Regions from separate parts of the Mus musculus genome. Here region 2 is linked to region 1. A link is a contact called in public Hi-C data. All regions are on one chromosome and are shown on one strand. Each heading gives the region's core, a stretch centred on a gene start, on an enhancer-like site or on the middle of the called end of the contact. The rest is flanking DNA. Distances are from core to core; before and after follow the strand shown.

The links. A called contact is a pair of places that touch in the nucleus more often than the background predicts.
Region 2: a Hi-C map of bone marrow-derived macrophages shows a contact between it and region 1, with 26 read pairs. The contact joins two enhancer-like sites. A contact is called at or near these places in 3 of 15 datasets of contacts at CTCF or cohesin (the NIH/3T3 cell line and large pre-B cells), 5 of 484 Hi-C or Micro-C datasets (bone marrow-derived macrophages, cortical neurons, liver and 2 more), 1 of 115 datasets of contacts at active chromatin or transcription factors (pancreatic cancer cells) and 1 of 9 other capture datasets (embryonic stem cells).

The regions. Positions count from the first base shown.
Region 1 is chr8:68,090,253-68,096,109 of GRCm38.p6, reverse strand. It overlaps a transcript of Psd3 not described here. Among named protein-coding and RNA genes, the nearest start is that of Psd3, 120 kb to the right of the region's middle. Within about 2 kb of position 3,214, at least 26 of the 459 cell types and tissues checked have an H3K27ac peak or open chromatin away from gene starts, as enhancers often do. A contact at or near this core is called in bone marrow-derived macrophages, where this site is marked.
Region 2 is chr8:68,230,582-68,236,438 of GRCm38.p6, reverse strand. No RefSeq gene overlaps it. Among named protein-coding and RNA genes, the nearest start is that of Sh2d4a, 43 kb to the left of the region's middle. Within about 2 kb of position 3,223, at least 12 of the 459 cell types and tissues checked have an H3K27ac peak or open chromatin away from gene starts, as enhancers often do. A contact at or near this core is called in bone marrow-derived macrophages, where this site is marked.

The DNA.
Region 1 (5,857 bases), core at 1,965-4,464:
ACAGCTCTGAAGCTTTCTTCTCCCCCTCAACCTTTCCATAGTTTTCAGGGATAGAACCCAGGTGCTAGGATCTGTGGGGAAAGTGTGCCTAGCCAGTGAGCAATCTCCCCTGCCCTTGAAGCTCTTTTCTGTAGAAAACAGAAACAACCATGAGACACATTTTTCAATGGGATGAAGAGTTAATCCCACCAGCTGGTAATCCTAGTAGAGTTTCTGCTCTTTCTTGTAGGAAAATGTCTTTGGTATATAAGGGCTACTAAAAGAGATACAGTTCTTTCCACCTGTAGCTTATGTTCTGTGGAAGAAGACAAAACATAAAACAAGCAAACTTACAAATTGAGGAAAGTATTATAAAGTTGGAGAGCAAATAGCTATAGGAGAGGGGCCTCCAAAAAAGCTCATTTTACCACCAAGCTTGATGACCTGAGTTTAATCTTCTAAACCACAGGACAGAAGAAGAGAATCAATTCCCACAGATGGTCCTTTGACTCCACGTGAGTGCTGTGCCAGATGTGTAGCCCTACCCCGTCCACAGGTGTACACAAATGTAAAGAAAATCTAACAGGAGAAAATTGAGTGGGTGATTTAAGTTGTATTGTATTCCAGAAAAGACCTCTCCAAAGTGGTAATATTTGTGCTAAGTCCAGAAGAATGTCATTAAAATTATAGAAAAGAAGACTATCTTTGAGGCACAGTTTCTGAAGTTGGAAAGGCCTTGCTGAATTTAGGAGTTAAAAGGCCATCATGATGAGAATCCCAGAACAAAAACAGGAAGTAGCTCACAGGGTCCTATTTATGTGTGTAATTTATTCCAAGTGCCATGGGGAATCATTAAACAGTTTTGGACAGTTGGATGCTATCATAAGATGATATTTTTAGGTTCCCCTAATCTCTGCATAGATAAGAGTAGGTATAAGCACGGATGAAAACAGGAAGCAGTAAGGGGGAACTGTCAGTTCAGAAAAGGGTAGACAAGAGAGTAGAGTAAAACGTATTCTGGAGACAGAACTGAGAGAACATGGACCCTGGAATGTGAATTTAGTGAAGACGAAAGCACTGGGCTGTGGGAAAGGCTACACAGAGACAAGCTGATGTTGCAATGGAACAAAGGTTTATTTAAGAGATCAATGAGGATGTGTAAGGTTTGAGGTATCTATAAAATATCCAAGACGTTAAGGGATATTAATTTTTAAAATAGACACCTCCCCCACTCCTTATCCTCAGTTTTACTTTTTGTAGTTCAAGTTAACAATAATCAACCACAGGCCAAAGTCTCAAATGGAAAATTCTAGAAAGTAAGCAATTAATACATTTTAAACAACTTTTATTATGGTGTATTTTTGCCATTGTTCTGCTGTGTTGATTGTTGTTCTTATTGTCAGCTTACTATTCAAAGTTTACTGTAGTTGTATATGTGCAAAGCAAATAATACATATACTATTATTACCCATGATGTCCAGCATCATTTGAGGCTTCAAAAATGTTGTGCCAATCAATAAGACTGGGGCTATGGAGTCTTGAGCTCTGGAATAAAATTAGCATAGAGATTAAAACTTGGAAATTACTAGCATATTGAAAATATTTAAATTCCTAAAACATTTCTCAAGAAGAGAGTATAGAAGGACTAGTGGACAAGTTCAGGATAAAACACATGGCCCATAAGACATCTAGAATACAGGCAACAGAGAAATCTAAGCTTACAAGGATTGGGCACAGACATTGGCCAATCAGGGCACATGCCAGTGCACCTCTCCTATAAATGAGTAAATCAGATATTATTCCTTCCACTTGGTGGTTGACAAATATTTAGCAGAGTTGGAGGAGAAACCAGGACAGTAAGAAGGCTAGGATAATGGTGGCTTGAAATAGTAGCTGTTGATGTAGCATGAGGTACTACAGTCTAGCCATGTACTGGGTGATAACTTCGCCACAGCAGTTATTTAGTCCAGTACATTGCTATGTGTTCATAATCAGGCTGCTGTAAACTAAATGCACTTACTGTACTGATTAAATGTTTATCACATACCATTAACATGGTACCTAATACTTGATAATGATAGATTATTGCTATCACCTTGCCAGTGTACTGTTATTACTTTAAATAGTATTCCTTGCACTTATACAGAAAACTTTATTATAAAATATTTTATCATATAATACTAGCAACAACCTCATATAACTTGTGATTGTATCAAGAGGCCATGTCAAGTGACACATCTATAATAGTCTCACAATGGAGGAATCACCTAGTAACGCATTTCTCAGAATGTATCCCCATGGCTGAGCAATGCATGACTATATTATAACAACTGGTAGAGACCAGCTGACTGAATATCAGTGCTTATATGTGAGAGGTTGGAGAAAAGAAACCATTAAAATAGTCACTCCATTAGGAGGAAGGGTTTTATTGTGAATAAGAGAGAGAGAAAATATCTAGAGTTATCTGACATTTCCAAAGAGACAGTATCTCAAAAGAGAAAGAGAAACAGACTGGACATGCATATGCCTATTTGAGAGAAAAATGATGGGAAAAATATGTAGATTATAAGGAGGATGAGTAGCTATGGAGAGAGAGGCCTGTGAGGTTGAGCAGCCTGGGAGTTTTGGTGCAGAAGCAGCAGAAGGGCCAGGGCAATTCCATGGGGCGTTTGAAATGTATGATAGGCACTTGTGAGTGGAGACTGAGGGATATGCTAGTAGGCACACATGTCCATGGAAACCCATATATGTCCTTTCTACCAGAGGCAAGAGAAAAAGCTCCTTTCAGGGTGAGGTAAAAACCTATTTTACACACTTCTGAGGAATGCTGTTTTTTGTTTTTGTTTTTTTGTTTTTTCGAGACAGGGTTTTTCTGTGTAGCCTGGAACTCACTCTGTAGACCAGGCTGGCCTCGAACTCAGAAATCCGCCTGCCTCTGTCTCCCAAGTGCTGGGATTAAAGTCGTGTACCACCACGCCCGGCTGGAATGCTGTTTTTAATCTAACCACTAGAAATTCTTCTGTAGTCTAGTTTGAGTACATTTCTGGATACGTGCACTACCTGAGACCCAATAATCCTGAGTCCTGTATGAGAAACAGAATGTTACCAGAGTCACTGCAGTGTTTGTTTGCTTGCCTGTGTGTTTGTTTTTGAAAGATGAGTTGTATCTAGTGCTGTTCAGATGGGACAGTGTGGAGACTGTGAAAAAGCTGGCCGTGGTTCATAGTAGAGAAATGAAGCAGTAGGTCGAAGGGTGTTTAAAGGAAGTGAAACAAGTCTGTCACACTTCCCATGCCAGTAGGAACAGAGGTGAGCGTTGGAGCTGCAGAGTCCAGAGACGATCCAAGAGACAGTTTTATAAGGGAGTAAGATCAGGCAGCAGTGGGAGGTCTTCAGAACACTCTAGAGAAAAGGGTTCCGAGGCAGGCGGGCCCTCCATACCAGGATGAAATGTCCCAGCCATCTGGGATATCCTATTTTCCTATGTACAAGCCAAGGTCATGGCCAAGGCACATTTAGCTTCTACTTAATCTTGTTGTGCAGAGCTTTGTCCAGTTAATCCCTTGATTTTGTTTGTTTGTTTGTTTGTTTTAGCTTTTATTTTTATCTTTGTTCAATTATTTTGAAGCCAAGTAATTAAGGAAGAGGATAATAAGGATTATTCAGGCATATTTTGACCACAGGGATTATCAGCGTCTATTTAGCATCAGAATATAGAAACCAGACACGGCCAGAATCAGCAAGTGAAGGAGATAGTCTGATAATGAGAAAGTGGTACAAACACAAAATATACTCTGGAACCTGAATGAGGTGCTCACTGCCTGCTGAGTCTGGAAAACAAATTTAGACATAACTTGGTTTACCCCTACGTTTCTCCATTCTCATTACACTGCCCATATGGAATTTTTTTTTAAATGACATCGTAAATTGAATAGATTTAATAGATATCCATAGAATAATCTATCCAAACACTAAAGAACATGCCTATGTGTCAGTAGACCAGGGGACTTTCTCCTAAATAGATTACATATGAGAACACAAAACAAGGCTCAATATAGAAAAATTGAAATCATATCATGCATTCAATCTAACCACCAAGAAATAAAGATGGTATCAATAACAATAGAGATGACAGAGGGTACAAAAACTTATCAAAGCTGAACAACACACTACAGAATCAAAACTGGGTGAAGGAACAAATCAAGAAAGAAAATTTTAAATCCCCATATGGAATTTTCTATTCTTTACCTTGTAATTATGTGACAGGCCAAATTTGTGACTTCTCTCCCACTAAGGGACACAGTTTCTAGAAACATTCTAGATTGACTCCAGATATTTGGGTGTCCAGATTCAGGCTGACTCAGTGGATATAGAAGATGTAAAAGACATAGAAGAGTGGGGATCATTTGGAAAGATGGGACACAACGGATTCTCTAGAGACTGTGACAGGTTGCCTTTGGAGTTCCTGAGTTTTATGTGTTTATATTGAGTCGTTGTTTTTCAACTACCTATGGTTGAATAAACGATATAAGGGAAGGGAGTTATCCTAAGACATTGTTGAAAATGATTCCTTTTAAATGAGGCTAACTACTCAACAAATAGCAACAAAGGGCACAGCCATCAAAGACCTCAAACCAAAATGTACAGGTTTTCAAGATAATGAGGATGACATTACAGAACAATGTATTCTTAATATGGCGTGTAGTAACATGGTTACAAGCAGATAACTTGGAGGCTGTGTTTTCCTACAGATCAGCACAGCTAAATGCTGAATTACCCTGAGTCCTGTGTGGGCCTTTGTTTGGTAGACCAGTTTTCTAGTTAATCTGAGTGTAATTTGAATACAGGAAAAGGAAGCACTGTGAAGATTAAATCTCTGTGGCCACAGGTCACAGAATGAGGTCTGGATTCCATTGCCTCTGGGATTTCAAAGTCCTGGTCTAAGTTTTGTAACTTGGCATTGTCAGTGCCCTTTCTACACTTGCCCTTTCTACACCTTGTGAACTTTTCTCATAACTTGTGACTGAAAAACATAGATTAATCTTTTTAACCCCAGGCCAGTGACATCAGTAAGTGGAAAAGCCTTCAGGGCGTGTAGGCAGTAGATGGGTCTCGCTACAGATGTGCAGCTCTTCAGTCAGAGAAGTCTAAGCTATTCCTCAGTTATTTATCACGCTTTGAGTCTTAGTAGATTAACATATCAAAAAAGCTATGACCTCTTCATGCAAATCAAGTAAAGTAGAGAACAATCAATCTAGAGGCACATGGAGAAGCGTTTTACTACCTCTGTCAAGAAATAACAGTTATCTGCTTCACTCACGCCCAGCAGAGCTAGACATAGTGCAGTCTCTACTTACAGGTACAAACAACATAAACATGAAAGAAGAGGAGATGCTGTATGCCAGAGTTTCTACTACAAAATTTTTCTGATATATAGCTATATATAACCTATACATTATATATGTTATATGTTATATATGTATTATTATATATGTTATAGTAATATAACATCTAAAACTATATTATATATATGGGCAAGTCCAGAATTACGGGTTTCTATAACAGGACCAAACGTGATGATGTCATTAAGGGTCAAAGTCATTGGTATGATTCTATTTGAGAATTGTTTTGTCCCATTCTGTAAAATAAATTAATTATTAAAAGTAAGCTTACCAATACTAAAAATCCCCTGAGCTATCCTTCATAGATATGAAAGTGAAGATTTCTTATTAAATGTTAACATACACAGGGTAGGGGAGATGCAGGGAGCAAAATGGAGACAATTTGCTCAAAGACATTAGATCCATGGCAAGATGTTTTCAGAGCTCTGTGAGTGTCATTTCTCCACTTTCTTCCTTCCTGTTCCCTTTGTCTTCTT
Region 2 (5,857 bases), core at 1,974-4,473, 140 kb before region 1:
TCAATTCCCTGTTTTTCTAAGGTCTATCAAATGATCTTGAGTCAGAAGGCTGAAGACCGATGTTCCAATGTTTTGAAGTATAGGGACTAGTGGTCTCTATAAATTGGCTAAGTTTTAGAAGCTATATTTTGTGCTTCTCCTATTTTTAGGTAATATTCGTCATTCTTGCTTTTCTGATGGAGTTGAAGACCGATGGTCTCATAGCCAACCCAAGCTGTTTAGCATTGAGAAAGATGATATAGATTTGAGAGGATAGTTTTTAAATGGCATACAACCTAAAGCCAGGACATAAATCAGTGTAAAATTATAAGTCTTTTAGTTAGGGCAGATGACATCGTTCTATCTTAATGACAAAAATGATGGACTGGGTGTTAGGTCTATCTTATATCTTATAAATTACAAAATGGTAAAAGTTGTGTTCAATTTATATTTTGAAAGAATTTGTTTTTATTTTTTATTTTAATTTAAACAGAAAGGATGATATGTGACAGGATTTTCCCTATCCAATCACATTAAAATATTAGGGCAGCAGGATGTCTGTGATTAGACAGGGAAAAGGGAGGCAGAGCTAGGAGTTACAGGGACAGAGAGTGTTTCAAGGAGAGATGAAGGCCAAGATGGAGGAGGATGCACAGGAGGAAAAACCTGAACCCGTGTGGCTTTAGATAGCCTCAGGTAGTTATGATATCATAAGGTTAGGATAATTGGGATAATTTGTCTAATCTAGGTGGGCATCTTTTATCATTATCAATTGGTTCTGAAATAATTGTATTTGCATCTTATAAATTGAGAATTTATTGATATATAAATCTGATTGGTTAATTATAATCTTCAAGAGTTTTATTTCTACCAGGTTGATGGGTGGTGTGGCGACTGACTGTGGGGTGGACGGTCATTGTGTGGGGCTGGCATGGCAGCAATCCACCAAGGAACTGGGGAGCTCTGGCCCAAAGAGACCTCTGAGTTGAGATCACCAGCTAGAGCCATGTGTCCCTGGGTTGAACAGTCGGCACCCACCGCCCGGGAAGCAGATGGATACCGCTGTAGGTGCCTAGTTCCATAGTTCATGGTGAAGACTGTGGGACATATTTTATTTATTTGTGTATCTTGCTTCATGCATATTTTGCCTGTATGTATCACTGTGTACCATGTGCACACCTGGTGCCCACAGAGGCCAGAGGATGGGGTGGTTGGAGCACCAGGAACGTAGGTTACAGAGGGTTGTGATTTGTCATATGGGTGCTGAGAATCAAACCCAAGTCCTCTGGAAGAGCAATAAAGTAACACTGCAGAAAAACGAGAATCTAAACCATCGTGGGAGCTAGTGTCCAGAGGGAAAGAGCACCTACCTCCATTCTCAGACCCTAAAAGAGTGCATCACTTGTAAAGAATTAAATCCAATTATAAATGCCTTTTAATGTATTGTTGGTTTGTGTTATCAGGATATTTACTTGGTCTTAGGTAATAGAGATAAAATATTCGTTCCCCTAAAGAGGTTTTTTTTTTTTAATTTCTGAATTCCAAATAAATACTATAGTAATTTGCTGAATCTTTTAAATGTACATGAAAGTTTCAATTAGGAACATTTTTCTTAAATATTTATTCGATTTCATTAAATATCAAGTATTTATTTTATACGAGTTTTATATTTTATTTTCATTAATTTACTTATAGTTGTTTTTATATAACTAAGCATAACTTAAGTGTTAAAGATTTTCTTTGAGAAATCTTGAATTCTGCATAAAAATTAATTCCTACACGTCCTAACTACCACTGCCAAGTTTACTAAATGAAAATACAAAGGGAGAGCTTGGTGATGGTGCTGCATGCCTTTAAGCCTAGCTAGCACTCGAGAGGCAGAGGCAGGTGGGTCTCTGAGTTCTTTGTTAGCCTGGTCTGTAGAGCAAGTTCGAGAACAGCCAAGGCTACACAGAAAACCGCTGTCTTCAAGAAGAAGGAAGGAGAGGAAGAAGAGAAGGAGGAGGAAGGGAAGAAGGAGGAGGGGGAAGGGGAGGGGAAGAGGAAGAAGCAGCTACGATAGTGGGAGGGGGAGAATATAGAATGAAAGTCCATTTAAATATGAATTTCTAAGTAGATGTGATTACTTTCCAGTATAAATGCCTCACACTTATCTGAAACATATTTTAAAAAATATTACTTACTTAAAATTCAAAGTTAACTAGCATTTGGGTTTCAACTGACATTGCTGCCTTTTAACCACAGTGGCACAAAGCTCTTTGCCTCTGCTCAGGGGGTAAGTGTGCAGTGATGGTTTAGTGTGGTTTTTCATGTGCTAGAGGCACAGGATTTTATTGATCCCATTAGTGGTAGCAATAAACATTTGTATTTGGACGTAAGCAATGGATTTGAACTGGGCATAGTGGCCAACCCTGCCATCCTAGCAACAAAGAGGCTGAAACAGGAGGATGGAATGATTGCATCTATCTGCATTACATAATGAGTTCTAGCCCAGCATGGACTTCATAGTGAGAGTGTCTATAAAGTAAACTAATTAATTAAATATGTTGAAAAGGAGATACCATAGAGAATATAAATATAAAAAGACAGTCCTTCAATTCCATAATTATCCTATTAATAACTTTTCAGTTTTTGTGTTTGTTTACTTGTTTTTGTTTCTTGTTTTGTTTGATTGTTTTTATTTTTTCTGTTTTGCTTTGTTCTTTTTGTTTTGTTTTAAAAGTGATAGAGAGGGGATAGGGACTTGAAAGATGGCTCAGTGGTTCAGGGTGCACATCCCCACACCTACACACAGGATCATCAATGTAAAATCCTCACTGTTGCGGGTGGTACTGCTGAGGAATGTGTCTGATGGCCTGGGGCCTCAGACTAGCATTTGTCTACACTCACAGAATCTGAAATTTGAACACTAAACCACTGAGGATCTCTACTTATGATTTTTGTGAGGCTTCTGTCTTGCTACAAGATTGGCTTTCCCAGGTGGAAAGCAGCTACATTCTTCGCAATCGATCCTGCCCTCGAAACCATGTCTTCACCTCACTCTATTTTCTTCTTTCCATCTCTTTATTCCTTATTCCTCTTTAGCATAATCTGCCATAGAAGAATGTTCTCTACTTATCTACAATATGTTAGCACAAATCAAGAGGACGATGACTTTCCGTTTTTTGGAGGAGGGGGTCAGTTTACTGTATTTAGCGTTCACCACATTCAATTTGCTTAAGATACATTAAATAAAGAGTTCTTCCAGCAGGCGGCGCTGTAGGCTTCTGCAGCCACTGGCTGTAAAAACAAGTCCTCGCTGTCCTGGAGGATCAGAAAGGAACTTTCTGTCTCCTCTCAGGGACAAAGCTAACTTTATTCAAAGAACCCTGTAAGCCTTTCTACAAACTCAACTGATAATCAGGCCATTCAGGATATTGATTGAGAATCCTGGAGAAATAACGATTGGATTAGCTAAGACTGTTTGCAAGATTGGCACTCTCAGTGAAGACTGATCTCTCTTTCAGATATGCGGTGTTAATACAGGTGCTAATCTGGGGGTGGGGAGTATGCCGCTCAATTTAAATACAAATAGAATTTAGGGTAGCACAGTGGCCCATGGTCAGTAGCACAAAGCATTGTTCAGAATCGCCTTGAGAGCTTGTATTAGAAAAATCTCTTGATTCCTATAGTGGTTTGAGCAGGTTTGGCCCCCATAGACTCCTGTGTTTGAATGCTTGGCCCATAGAGAGCGAGCACTATTAGGAGATGTGGCCTTGTTGGAGTAAGTGCGGGCTTTATGAAGGAAGTGTGTCACTGTGGGTGCGAGTTTTGAGGTCTTTGGCCAGTGCAACGCTTATTCTCTGTGGCTTCAGATGTAGAGCTCTCAACTCCATCTCCAGCACCATGCCTGGACACTCTGCCATGTTTCCCGCCATGATGATAATGGACTCCGAAACTGTAAACTAGGCTCAATTTAATCTTTTCCTTTATAAGACTTGCCATGGTCATAGTGTCTTGTAGTCACAGACTTTTTCATCCGTACTCCAGTTCCCAAATAACAACTCAGTGGCTTATTGTTGTTAATAAATGCCTAGGCCCTAAACTAGGCTTGTTGCCAGACTAGCTCGTACCTTATATTAACCTGTTATTCTATTCTATGCTGCCACATGGATAGTTACCTCGCCTCAGTTTTATATGTCTGATTTCCTCCAAGTTTGAGTGGGGAATCTTTTCCCATGCCTATCTCCCAGAGTTCCCTCCTCTCTCTGCTGTTTGTCCCACTTTCTAATCCTGCCTCAGCTTATTAGCCATCAGATTTTTGTTGACAGGTAATGCTTCCACACTGTACACAGAGATTATTCCTACAGTGTCTCTTCACAGCAATAAAATCCCAACGAAGACAATTTCATTCTGGAATATTCTGATTGGGTAGATCTGGGGAGGATCTGACAGTCTGCTTCTTAGTCTCCATGGGGAGTTCTATTGGCTGCTCATACTATCTGAGGCCTTGCCATCAGGTTCTCCTAATTGTTCTTTGTCTTTTGGTTTATGTGATTTGATGGAAGGAGTAGATCATATTGATATGTGTTGTCACATTCCTGGAGCGTTATGCTCATCTGTACAATGGGTTCAGCTGGAGAGCCCATATTTCAGCTCGGATTAGATGTCCATGTCCCCTACATCTCCTCCCTACTGAAGCAGTATGGCATGTAGTTTTTGCTACCCAGCTTTAAGCTCCAGGTAGACCACGCTACCAGCCCCAGCCAGATTCCCTCGGATCCGTGGATGAAACACATACACATATTAACTCAATTTTCAACCTGCTTATGCTAGCATGCCCTTGCCAATACTCTTAACTCAGAACCCTCAATCTGCCCCAAACTTTAGTTGCTCAGTTACCTTCTCCTTGACCCAAAACTGCCCTCAGCTTTAGTTGTGTTTCTAATCTCCTGCCTGGGGAAATGGCCTATGCCCACTCCTCCTGAGATCTCACATGGCTTGGTCACCATTTTTCCCTCCAAAGCATAGTGAAAAATCTCCTCTTTCTCCTGCATCTACTAGCTTGCCTGTGAGAACCCAGAAGTCCTATCTATATTGCCCAGCTCATTGGCTGCTAGCATGTTCATTGATGGATCAAGAACCAGTTGGGGAACAGGACCGTAGCATCAGAACCACCCCTACAAAGCATGGCTATGTTGCATGGAGAGACATTACCATCACTGAGACCCTTGCCTTCCTCACTGCCAATTATAACTTCGTGATGTCATTGCATGGTTCTCTCTCTAAGGTTGGTCTGTCTTAGGACACCGACTCTCTTCATTTTTTAAGAAGTGGCAAATGTGTCTTGGGATATTTTTCATTCAGGTCACCAGTTTTGTAATGATTTAGGTATCAGAGATACTACAAAGGAATAATTAGTGAAATATGCTCACTGTGCAAGGATAATAATACATGAACATTAATGATTGAGTTGATTTATATTAAAAGAAGAGAACAGAATAAAAACTTTCTGGAAAGACGTGGACTCTCTGAACAGCCTGCACAAGCATTCTCAAGGCACCACCTAGTTGATATGTATGAAAATACAGTGGCCCATCCTCAGTGAATACTGTAAAACTGCAAGCTCCTGGGTATCCTTCTGCCCTTCTGCTCTCTGCTCTACCTGACACCTCCATAGCCTTTAAGAGAGAGAAAACCTCTTATGATCTACATATGAAATAGTCTAGAGTGACATAATGTGAGCCCTTGAGCAGTACCAGAGACCACATTTCTTGATATTAAAGCTTAGCTTATGCCCATCTGAATTCTCAATGACTCTTTTCATAAAACCATGGGACTGTAGTTTTCATATAAACCTGCACTGTGCATGTATGCATATATGCATGTGTATACATGT